Linked DNA regions of Sus scrofa: all the other regions are linked to region 1. The links are chromatin contacts, called in public Hi-C maps. All regions are on one chromosome and are shown on one strand. Each heading gives the region's core, a stretch centred on a gene start, on an enhancer-like site or on the middle of the called end of the contact. The rest is flanking DNA. Distances are from core to core; before and after follow the strand shown. Region 1 overlaps NR3C2 (mineralocorticoid receptor). Region 2 holds the start of NR3C2 (mineralocorticoid receptor). Region 3 overlaps ARHGAP10 (rho GTPase-activating protein 10).

Region 1 (3,912 bases), core at 973-3,472:
TAGCCTCTAGGGCAGAGAATGGGGCCTCTAGGGCTGGGGACTGGGCTGGCAGATAGAGGAAGGACAGAGGACCTTGTCACTGGCAAGAGGCACCTTGCCAGTGCCTCTTGAATTCTGTACCATGTGCCTGTGCTGAATTATTATACACCTAACAGGTCTCATGTATGTAATGTGTGTGGGGGTGTGAGCAAAACAAACTCCTATCCATCATGTCATTATCTTGGAATAATTTAGATTGGAACAATTTAGATTGTTAGTAGATTTTTGATGCATTTGTCCTCTTTCTCACCCGTTCGCGCTCATCTGGGTTTCAAGTTCTAAGGGTATTTGGAAACCAGTCTGACCCCGAGATGCCACATAATGACCTCTTGAGCTGTGTTGAGACCTTCAGATCTTAAGTAGTTTGAGGCCAGAGTGGCTGAACAAGAGTCCCTTCTGTCTGCCCAGGTCGCCTTTCTACTTTTAAGATCTTGGGGAGTTCCCGAGGTGGCGCAGTGGTTAACGAATCCGACTAGGAACCATAAGGTGGCAGGTTTGATCCCTGCCCTTGCTCAGTGGGTTAATGATCCGGCGTTGCCGTGAGCTGTGGTGTAGGTTGCAGGCGAGGTTTGGATCCCGAGTTGCTGTGGTTCTGGCGTAGGCTGGTGGCTACAGCTCCGATTGGACCCCTGGCCTGGGAATCTCCATATACCATGAGAGCAGCCCTGGAAAAGGCAGAAAGACAAAAAAAAAAAAAAAAAAAAAAAAGAAAAAGAAAAAAAGATCTTGGGCAAAAATGGATAAAATCGGATCATGAAAAACTCAGCGCCCAGGATTTTTCAGTCCTGTGGGGCAGTGCACGTGTCTGCTTCGAGGTCTGGGGCTTAGAGGTACATGTGGATCCATCAGAAGGAGGTGAGTTAGGTGGCACAAAAGTCTGCCATCCTATCGTGTTGCATTTGAGGCTTGGACTTGTGGGTAGGCATCCATTCATGCAGTTTCCTTTTCCACGTGTTAGAGTGGTTCCTGATGTTTTCGTGTAAGATGTATTCATTATATGGCAGCCTAAATGTTTTTCACTGCAAAGATTCTGCTTCTTTTCCATATTACCCCATAGATATACATATTTGAAGCATACTTCTAATGCATCTGAAGCCATAGAAAGTGTAAGTGCTCTAATGAAAAAGCTCCAAGTATGCAACCCAGCTAAGCCTAGCCATGTGATTGAACCTCTCTGTGTCTTCATTGACAAAGTTGGGATAGTATGACCCATCTCATACAGCACCCCCCATAGAATTTTTAAATTAAGGATTAAATTCTATGATTGGTAAAGCACCTGTTATGTAATAGGAATTCAACAAATGTTAGTTCTCTGCCCACTGCCCTGAATAACTTATTAGTTTATCTAGATAACAGATGTTTTTGCATAGTCAAGTACAGCTATGTTAAATTCCTCCTATTGAATGTGTAGGATGTAAGTCACTCCTCCTTAAAAAATGTTCCTTGATCCCCGTCGATAACTTATTACACATAAGAAATGTTTCTCAAGGTTAAAGGCTTACGGCACTTGGCTTTTTTCCTTTGATTATCTTTCCTTAAAATATACAGCATGCCTAAAATTGAAGTCATGATAATTAGAAGTTTTATATATATATATATATATACATATATATATATATATTTTTTTTTAATGAAAAACTAACACCTTTCACACTGAGAGGAATGTTTATCTGGGAATTTTGTGCTTACCCACGTGGGAAGAACTCTTAAAACACCCCAGGGAATAAATAGGTCCAATCCAACTTCTAAATGAAAATCTTCGAATCCTAAAATCATAACTTCAAAAGATCTGTGTTTAAAGGTGGCAAAGGCAACCTATACTTACTTCTCAAGTGACTTATTCCCCCCGCCCCTCGGCAGTTTAAAGCCTGTTAATCCAGCCTCACTCATAAACCTCAGCAGCAGGGGATCATTGTTCATTGGTTTATTAAGAGCAGACCGGACTGGTTTCAACTGAGCAGAGGAAGTTAATTATCAAATGTTTTAGCTGGCTCTGACCATGAATAACCAGTTCTGATTGGACACCCTCTTACCAGGCAACATTAGAAGATGGGGGGGGGGGGGAGGATGGGAAAGCGCCCATCAGAATCTGCAATGGGGGAATTTACTGGGACTGCCTTAATCTGTTTCCCAGGTTGTTCAAACCAGTTCAAGAGCAGTTAAACAGGGTTATGTAAGTGCCATGTGATGTAGCCCAAAATAGTGTCTGCAAACACAGGCTGCTGTTGCTGGGCTGTTGTCAACTGCTTTAAAAAAAAAAAAAAAAGAAAGAAAGAAAGAAAAAGAAAAAGAAATCCTCCAGCAGGACAACAAATGGACCTCCAAAAATGAAAAAGAGATGTAAGCAAAAAGTTCATTGTCAAAGGAATTTGGTGAAATTTCCTTTCTCCTGCTGAAAATGAATGACATTTTTTTTTAAAAGGGAAACTTACATTGTACCTAAGATCTGGTTATTCTCCAGCATCCAGCAGAGGTAGCTAAGTGAAAAGGACTCTTAAGTTTGGTTTACTGCTAAAGGGCTGAGTTCCCCTGTTTTAATGAACAGTCACGATAAAGCCATCTGATTTGTTAATGTCTTTGGGTGTATAACCAATTATTGAGCGATGAATCATTCAGATAGTGATAAATATTGAACTATTTTATGCCACTGTCCCTTTGAAATTCTCTGGTAGCTTCAAGGTGTGAAAGAGAGAATCACATTTCACATAACACAGTATGCATGAAAATAAGGTCTTAAAGGAAAACAGGATTCTTGGGTAAAATTTCTTTGACGGATTGTTTTTTAAAAGGGAAACAAAAACAGCAACAGAAAAGGGCTTAAAATCTGTCTTAACTGTCACCAAGAGGATTGCATCCTAAGATTTGGATTCCCACAGTGATCACATCCTCTGCATCCCCTGCCTTTTGCCAGGCTGCAGGTCTGGGGAGTCAGGAATTGTGAAGCAAGATCCCAGGGAGGTGGATAGAGGAAACCAGAGGATCCCCCAGTTGCAGGATTTGCACGTGGGAGCCCGCTGGGCTTCTGTCCCTGTTGAATTCTGGGTCTCAGGTCCTCTCCTGGGGTCTTCTCAGCATCTCTAAGGGATCTGTGAGTTAGCACTGCATTTCCCCACCTGGATTCTGAGCAAACAGAGAACTAAAACAAAGGGATGGTGGATGCAAGATAAAATAGCAACTTTTTTTTTTTTTTTTTTTGGTAATTAAGTTGAAGGATAAGGCTTAATGGTAAAAACCAAAAAGGGAGGGGCCTGGGCCCTGAGCCCCAGAATTAGATACAGCTATAGGTAGTGCTGGATCAAGGCACCCCTCCCCACCCCCCGCCAACACAAACACAGCTGGTGGCTGTACCTGCTCCCTGAGGGAGTTTTCCCCCAGGAGGACAAGATTGGTGCTGAGGCACTCAAGTCAGATTATTCTTCTCAGACTTACTAGTCAAGGCAGAGTGAGTAAAGGATGGAGTGAGGCCTGAAGTGGGGCACCCTCCACTGGGACGAAACATGGGGAGGGGGCCAGAAGTGAACCCCTTTGGGGGTGCTCATTCTGGGGTCCCAGGCACAGCTTTGCTGGGAGGATGCTAAGCAGGACCAAATGGCAGTGTTCAGTATCATAAGAAAAGTCATTTTTTTCAAGATGTAGAATTTGGGGCATTCTGTTCAATCTGAAATCCCTTTAATTTCCTGCCTGGTTAAATGCCTGCTCATAAGATCAAGATCAACCACCTCCTTCTCCGTGTGTCTTTCTTTAGAGTTTCTAAAAGGTAGTTTTAGGTGTTCACCATGGTTTTACGGCTTCTAGTACCTGGTTCTTTCCATATCTAATTCGACCTGAGAACTTTAGTATTTTACTTGATAAAATAAAGTAATTTTATTGTCA
Region 2 (3,912 bases), core at 970-3,469, 250 kb before region 1:
GAGCAAGGGAGGATTTTTTTCCAACACAAACTTAGATGATATTAGGCTTTGTATCTGAAGTTATATAATAGAGGATATGATGTCACACATGTAAATTGCAAAAGCTGAGCCAAGCACCTTATGGTAGCAAGCTTCAGGGAGTTTGACAGTAATGGGATGAAGGAGGGAGGTGTCCTGAGGTACAGCGACTGTAAAAGGAGGGTGAACAACTGTCAAAAGGGAGATAGTGGATGCTGCTTCCAGGTTTTAGACTATTTGGCAGCTGTAAATAGTCTCCAGCTATTTGGAAATGAAGTTAAGGTCCTTTTCTGTGCTTTTCCTGTTTTGATTTTTATTTTTCTTAAAAGCTTGTTTCCATCCTTTTGCAAAGAAAAAAATATTTCTAAAAGGAGGAAAAGAACAAAGTTTGTTAAGAGACAGCTTAAGCAAGTGATGACATTTCTAGGTATACATTTTTAAAGCTGGTAGGGCTCTTTAGTAATGGCCATTGGAACCTTTGGAACAAAGAGTTCTGAACAACTAGAAAAACCCGCATCTCCATCTCTGATGGAGTCTTGCAGAGACGTCTTTTGTGGGGTGATTCCCAGCAAAATCTTCAGATGAGGGAGCCGAAGATTGATCGTGGAGCTGATTTCTTTTTAGGGTGGCACAAGACCACCTCTTACAGCCAGCAAAAGGAAATTGGGAGAAGAGAGAAATTTAATGGTTCAAATATCCACAAACAAATAAAGGTTTGCCTATTAGTCATGGCAAGATTCTCCTAACATCTCTGTCGAAAGATGCTGATATACCTTCAGGAATATGGACCTCCCTGCAAGCTATTTTAGTGTGAAAAAGTTTCAAAAGAATATGTTTAAAAGCTCAGTGTTATAAACCCAAACTATTTTGAAGCACAGAAGATTAAAATTTGAGATTGGACAAGAGAAAATGCAGGAAGAAATCTTCTAGATTTCTAAAATGTTGCAGTTATAATAACCCCACTTTACAACAGAGTCTGATCCCTGAGTGGTTGTCTGTAATGGAAATTACTGATTAAAAGAGTGGTGGAGAACCTATGTAAAGAATATTTGAAGAAAACAGTTTGATAAAGGGGAAAGGAATAATCAATGCCTAACTTATCAACTTTTGTAAACTGAATTTACATTATAAAGTTTACATTAAATGAAGGGTCTTTTTCTCTAACATTTAATTATGAAAATTACAAACATACAAAAAAAGTTGAAGGAATTTTGCAGTGAACACCTGTATACGTACCTAGATCCTGCCATGAATACTGTACCATAAACATGTTTTAATCACATATCTATCCATCCTTCCATTTATATCAATCAACGCCAACCATCTATTTTTGATGAATTTCAAAATTCAGTTTTTGCAATCAGTACACTTGTCAATGATGGTTCTTTTTAAAAGTTCGCTAGATATTTATTACGTTAATTTTGAAAATTTATCATTTAATTATTTTCTTGATTTCACCTAAAGCATAGTACCTTATGAACTTAAATTCTCTCCACATAAGGGAACAGGAGAAAGGTTGTTTTGCTAGAGGCCAAATGCCACCTCGAGCCACGGGGTAGTGCCAACGCTGTGTGGGTGACAACGCAATGGACAGCTCAAGGCTAGGATCGAGGGGGAACGTGGTTGAAGAGAGGCAGTGATTGTTTTAACAGCGCAGCTCCGTGATTAACACGGTTTTGTGTGGGACGGGATTAACAACTTTCACAGCTATTTAGAAAGAAAATGGGAAAGAACCAGCAAAGGGCAGGGGGAGGGGGTCAATAAAGTCTGTAGGAAAAAGAGTGTTAAGCCAGGAAAAGGGCATGTGTGGTCAGTTCAAGGGGTTTAACTGAGTCGTAAAGGACAGCAAGCAGGGGTCTGTAAACGGTAGTGATAGCCACAAGTTCCCCCCGCCCCAATCTTCCACTAAGTGTAAATGTAACGGTGAGGTAGAAAAGGCTGGGGCTGAAGCGTCTGTCACACACGTGAGTGCTCCTGAACACGCGCACACATGCACACTTTTGCTCCGATGGGGGTGATTTGTGTGGCCGGGGGGGGAGGGGGACGTGGGACTTCTCTGGAGCCAGGAGGCGCTTGCGGCTCCGCAGGGCAGCCGGAGCCTGAGAATCCCTGGATCGCGGGTCACCGCTCCGCCCTCCGCCCCCCGCCGCGCGCCCGCGCGCCGCCAGCCGCCCTCCTGGCTCCGTCGCCCCTTTCACTTTCGCGTCGGCGTAGGTGTCTGCCCGGGCCGCGGGGGCGCGCGGGGCGGCACGGGGGCGCGCGGCGCTCGGCGAGCGGAGATGGGAGGGGGCCTGGCTCCCAGCCCCTTCCTCGGCTCGCTTCGCGGAGCTGGCGGCGGCGGCTTCTGAGCCGCTGTCACCGCGAAGGGACCGGTGGCGGCCGCCGCTCCTCGCCGCTCTCCCCACACGCCCCCGCGCGCAGACACCCGGTCCTTCCTCGGCACCCCCCCACGGTGGGGGTGGGGCAGAGGCGCGGCGAGCGGGAGACCGAGGGGGGAGAGGAGCCGTCTCGCCGGGTGGGCAGCCAGGCGGCAGGAAAAGAAACTTTTCCCTCCCGCCCCCCGCGCGTGGTCCCTAGCTCGCGTCTACCCCAGCGGCTGGGAACTGCACCTGAGGCCGGGGCGCGAGGTCAGGGCCGGGCTTTGGGGAACCGGGGGGAGGGGTGTTGGGTGACGTGCATTGGGGTTCCGTTTGCCCTCGGCCTCCTTACAGCCAGGGGCCAGGGTGGGAGGGCGGCCATCGGCACCCCCAGCCCCTGTTTCCCGCAAGCCGGTGTCTGGATGCTTTGCTGCCTCCTCCCGCTGGTGAGGGTGTGACCCGAGAAGGGGGCTGCGGCGCCGCGGGCTCCCCCTGAAGCCGCCCCCTCAACACACACTCGCCCACACACACTTACACGCTCCGTAGCCGGAGCTGTCACCGGTCACCCCAGGCCCGGGGAGGGGGCGCGGAGAGCCTGCTGCGGGGAGACCGGCGCGGGGTCATCCCGCCGGACTTCCCGGCTCACAGAGCCACCGTCGTCACCGCCCGGAGGCCAGCAGCCTCGGGAGAGGGGCCCGCTAGAGCCGCGGCCGCCGCTGCTGGGGGCGGGCAGGCACCCGCGTCCTCCTCTGCGCTATTTGGCGCCGCCGCCTTGCCTCCTCCTGCGGGGTAACAACACTACTGCTCTATTGCTCTACCCACCGTCAGTAGGGCGACTGCCGGATTATCTTCCTCTCCATCCTTACTGCCAATCCGCTAATATTGGAGTTGCTGCTGGCGGCGGAGGCAGCAGGAGTGTGGCTGCCCCCACCCACCCCCCGCCCCGCGCCCCAGCCTCCCCACCATGTCCTAGAAAAGGTGAGTGCAGCGACAGTCACTTTGCGCTGACAGCGGTGGGAGGGGGCCCGGGAATCGCAAGGCGGCCCTGGGCAAGGCACGGTCTGCGCAGAGAGCGCGGGTTCGCAAACCGAGGTGGGCTGCGGGCAGGAGACTAGGTGCCCGCGCGGCTGCCTTCGGGCAGGGGTGCTGGGCAGCAGGCGAGCAATCGCGGCGGCTGTCCCTGCAAGATTCTAACCTAGATTTTGCAAGAAGCTGAGATCCAGGGCAAGACCAGCCCTCCGTAAGGGAGGTAAAAACTTAGTAAAAGAGGCACGTCCATTCCTTAAGTAATGAATAATTCGGCAGCGCAGGCGGAGACGCCGTCTCCTCGCGTGCCCAGGCGCTGGGTCTGAGACTCCCCCCTCGCTTCTGCCCGCCGCCTGCTTTCCGCCCCGAGTGCGATCGATGCCTGGCAGCTCGCTTGGCCGGGAGAGTGCGCAAAACTGAGGGCCCTACGGGAAAGTTGGGACACTTGCGAGGACTCCCGGCTGTGGGGCACCGGGGGCGCTCAGCGCGAGGACTGCGAGCACCTGAATCA
Region 3 (3,912 bases), core at 942-3,441, 140 kb after region 1:
ACAACAACAAAAACTGTATTTATATAAAATAGGCAGCAGTGGGCCAGTTTGCTGACACTTGGATTCAGTGGACCAGATGCAAATCCGTTTTGTAATGGAGAGTTGGGGGAGATGAAGGTGATGATGGCAAACTCCCCTGGGCTTGAGAAGCCTGGCTCCAGCTCCCCCACTCACTGGCTTTGTGGCGGGGGGTTCCAATGAGTGCCAGGAGCTGGCCTGCAAACACCCTGGGCTTTCCTGCAGCAGCTCTCTTGACTAATTTGCTCAAGATCAGCCCCCACGCCGAGGGGAGACAGCTGATACATCAAGCACATAAAAACAATAACTTGCGCCCCCCCCCCAGAGGAAAAGTTCTCAGCAGGAGAGACAGGGCAGGAAGAGGAAGGAGGGCACAGAAGGCAATCACTCGACACAGAGAAGACGGAGGCCTTCGAGGCTGGACACGGCCACATGGAACACTCAGCCCCCACCTGGTGGGATGCTGCAGCTCCTGGGAGGTTTTGCTCCTGGACAAGGAAGGGCACTGCCATGGAGTCATCCCCTGTCTTACAAAGTTCACTCCCAGGCTGATCACTTTCTTGGGTTTTGCCCTGAAAGAACTGTCTGAGAATGACACCTCTGACCAAGCTTTCACTCAAAGCACTCCTTGAATTCTATCCATCTTCCTTCCAGATAATCACTGTGGAATCAGACACGGGGCTTGAACTTTCGCTTGCGAGGTCTCATTTCAGGAAATAACGGGGCTGTAGATATCTCAGCCTGGTGACCCTGCAGGGGAGCTGACAGGAATGTTCCTGCCAGCTCAGTTCATACATGGAAGGCAGCTGTTACCCAACTCGGGGGCAGAACACTGAAAACAGGGGCACAAGCAGAGCGTGAAAAGGGCACAACTACCCTTTTAAGAAAACGCTCGGGTGCTCAGCTCGGTTCTCTGTTGTGACAGGTGAGCTTCCCACACTGCTCAGAACACTCACGGAGTTGGCTGAGGCCCCGGGGGAACCCCACAACCTCACTGGATCCCCACCAGCCCTATCTTCAGAAGCTTCTACAGAGGAGGTTCCTGCAGAGCGAGGCTTGGACAGGAGCCCTGGGTCCTCCTGGAATAGCTACTGTAACTGCTGGAAACAACACAACTTCAGGTCAACATCGAAGGCTTCTCCAGGAGGCAAGAGGTGACTTCCTGGAGCCATTTAGCGAGAAGATCACATAACTGATGAACCAGGAAGTCGGGTCAAGTTAAACTGAGAATATCAAGTCAGGTTCTCAGAGGAAAGGAAAGGGCAAGCAGGTGGCCGCCTGGGGCTCCCAGGGGAGTGGTGATTGGGTTTTATTACATGTGGTACCTTGAAACCTCACAATAATCCAGTGGGGCAGGTGCTGTCACTCCCCCTTTGCAGATAATCTTGCTAAGCTTTGGCTGGCTTAAGGAATTTATATAAGGCCTCCAAGGTTTTAAAAAGCAAGATACGGACGCAAAGCCAGGCCTGTTTAACTCTAAAATCAGGGCTTTACATCTGTATTACAGTCCTCCAACTTACAGAAAACAGCATTTCAATACTGAGACACAGCCAAAGCAAAAGCAAAAGCGGACCAATGGAAAAGATTTTTTTTTTTTTTTTTTTTTAAGAGTCTTACGCAGTGGAGAAGCTACTACAAGAATCCAGCCGTGTGTCTTTATTTTGCAAAGTCAACTTTTCATTACGGGGCTTTTAAGTCATAGGAATGATCAACAATCTGGCTTGAAGATAAAACCACCACGTTTCAGAACCTATAGTTACAGCACAGCAGAGGAAGGTGTGAACTGGGCCGCACACAAATGCCAAGCACACGATACAAATACCAAAAATTCCCCAGCAAGACACAAGTTATGTGTGTGAGGACTCCAGGCAGTTGCTACGGTGTAATTTCTATACCAAGTGGGAGAGAAGATTCAAGAAAATACACGGGACAAAAGCTATAATGAAGGTGAACAGCCTGATGGTCCAAGGCCAAGTACATGGCCCTGAGTTCAGCTTCAAGAGCTTTCCCGGGTATCATGTTATTCATCAAAAGATTATGGATGCTGCTCCACTGCAAAATATCAAATTTCCAAGTCTGCCAGATCTCAGCCAAAGGTGTGGGAAGAATGTGCAGCAATTCAGATTCAAGTGTTTACTCCCCATAGATAATTATAAACCACGGCCACATGACTTAACACAGGGTCAGCGCTCCCTCTGCAAAACAAGGGCAGCGGCCAGCTGACGGATATAAGGCGACCATGTCCCATATGCAATGTAAAACAAGTCTAAGGGCACCACAGATCACAGGGGCGGGCAGATCAGGGCAAAACCCACCTCTGGCCCAGCCACGTGTCCTGAGGCACATCTCCTACCTTCTTTGGGCCTCCATTCCCCTATCTTTCAAAATGAATCTATCTCTACCCCACCCAGTCTGAGTGAGGATTAACATGAAATATTTATAAAACAGCCAAGTCTGGGGCCCCCGAGAGTCAGTGCTCCACAGTCTTTAATTCTGAGAGATGCAAGCAGGGAACTATTGTACTAAGCCTCCTCTGCAGCCTCTAACCACCAGCCACTGCAGACGCAAAAGCTCCTTCCTGCCCCTCTAAGTCCCTGGTCCCCCAGCAGGTCCGGAAGGGGCTAACCTCTAAGGAGAAGTGCTTCCTTACACTTGAGCCATCTGAGGCCTCAAGCTTTCTGAACCCATCAGGGACTTGGTGCTCACTTAGGGAAGGGAGAGAGTGCTGGCTTCCAACTCACTCCTCCCAGCACCCAAGCATCCATCCCCCCACAGAAAGACACTGGCTCTACTACAGACCTCGGCCAGGGGACCCACCACTTCCTGTGGTGCTCGCCTGGGAGTTCCCATTGTGGCTCTGTGGTAACAGACCCAACTAGTATCCATGAAGACGCAGGTTCGATCCCTGGCCTCACCTCAGTGGGTTAAGGATCCACTACTGCAGTGAGCTGTGGTGTAGGTCACAGACGCAGTTTGGATCCTGCATTGTTGTGGCTATGGTGGTGGCATAGGCCAGTAGCTACAGCTCCAATTCAACCCCTAGCCTGGGAATTTCCTTATAACATGGGTGCGGCCCTAAAAAGGAAAAAAAAAAAGGGGGGGCAAAAAAAAATGCTCCCCTTATTAGGCTACAATTTCCTGACTAGCCAATAATGATGCTGGAAATTCCTATAACAGGCAATTCACTTTTCTTAGGTTAAACAACACCCTCTCCTGATCTCTTTTTAAATTTGCAGTTTTTCTCCCCTTATTACAAAAGCCATATGTGCTTCTTTTAGTCAAGTTAGAAAAAAAAAAAAAAATCAGATGTGAGAAAAAAGAGAGAAAACTTTTAAAAAATAAACTCGCAGAGTTCCCACGTGGCACAGTGGGTTAAGACTCTGACTGCAGTGGCTCAGGTCGCTACAGAGGTATGAGTTCAATTCCCATCCTGGCGTGGTGGGTTAAAGGATCTGGCATTGCTTCAGCTACAGCTCAGATTCAATCCCTGGCCCGAGAATGTCCATATGCCTCAGGTGCAGCCATAAAATTAAAAAAAAAAAAAAAAGATAAATTCCCTATTTTCTTTTGAAATAATCATCATAATAAGAGAGATAAAATTTTAAGACATCAACCTCTAGGGTGAGCTGCTGGCAGGGTTGGGAACAATGGATGGAGGCAGCCCCCCACAAAGGGGTGGAGGAGAGGGAAAAAGGAAAGAAACAGAGAGGAAGGGAAGAGGCGAAAAAAAAAAAGTTTGCCTATGACTGCTACCTTATAATTTCTAAGTGTGCACCAAATTTCACCAAAATCTGTTAAAATACTGTTTAAGATGATCATTTTTTCTGAACTTTAGACAAATCATTCATATGTTGTGGTAGATGAAAGGGGTGCTCTGGTAACCCCAGAAAAAAT

Evidence for each region. A called contact is a pair of places that touch in the nucleus more often than the background predicts.
Region 2: a contact with region 1 is called in a Hi-C map of liver, with 5 times the contacts expected there. The contact joins the promoter of NR3C2 here to the enhancer-like site in region 1. A contact is called at or near these places in 1 of 5 promoter capture datasets (liver), 9 of 47 Hi-C or Micro-C datasets (alveolar macrophages, fetal heart ventricle, fetal liver and 3 more) and 1 of 2 datasets of contacts at active chromatin or transcription factors (alveolar macrophages).
Region 3: a Hi-C map of skeletal muscle shows a contact between it and region 1, with 4 times the contacts expected there. The contact joins two enhancer-like sites. A contact is called at or near these places in 1 of 47 Hi-C or Micro-C datasets (skeletal muscle) and 1 of 2 datasets of contacts at active chromatin or transcription factors (skeletal muscle).

What each region holds. Positions count from the first base shown.
Region 1 is chr8:80,553,554-80,557,465 of Sscrofa11.1, forward strand. The region is part of intron 3 of NR3C2 (mineralocorticoid receptor); the gene reads left to right. Among named protein-coding and RNA genes, the nearest start is that of NR3C2, 250 kb to the left of the region's middle. Within about 2 kb of position 2,223, at least 18 of the 83 cell types and tissues checked have an H3K27ac peak or open chromatin away from gene starts, as enhancers often do. A contact at or near this core is called in fetal liver, liver and skeletal muscle, where this site is marked.
Region 2 is chr8:80,300,953-80,304,864 of Sscrofa11.1, forward strand. NR3C2 (mineralocorticoid receptor) reads left to right here and starts at 2,220. Exons shown (of 9, transcript XM_021100657.1): 1 at 2,220-2,645. It overlaps LOC110261980 (a long non-coding RNA gene), which reads right to left and starts at 3,307. Exons shown (of 3, transcript XR_002346407.1): 1 at 3,198-3,307.
Region 3 is chr8:80,697,315-80,701,226 of Sscrofa11.1, forward strand. All of the region lies in intron 20 of ARHGAP10 (rho GTPase-activating protein 10), which reads right to left. Among named protein-coding and RNA genes, the nearest start is that of ARHGAP10, 330 kb to the right of the region's middle. Within about 2 kb of position 2,192, at least 6 of the 83 cell types and tissues checked have an H3K27ac peak or open chromatin away from gene starts, as enhancers often do. A contact at or near this core is called in skeletal muscle, where this site is marked.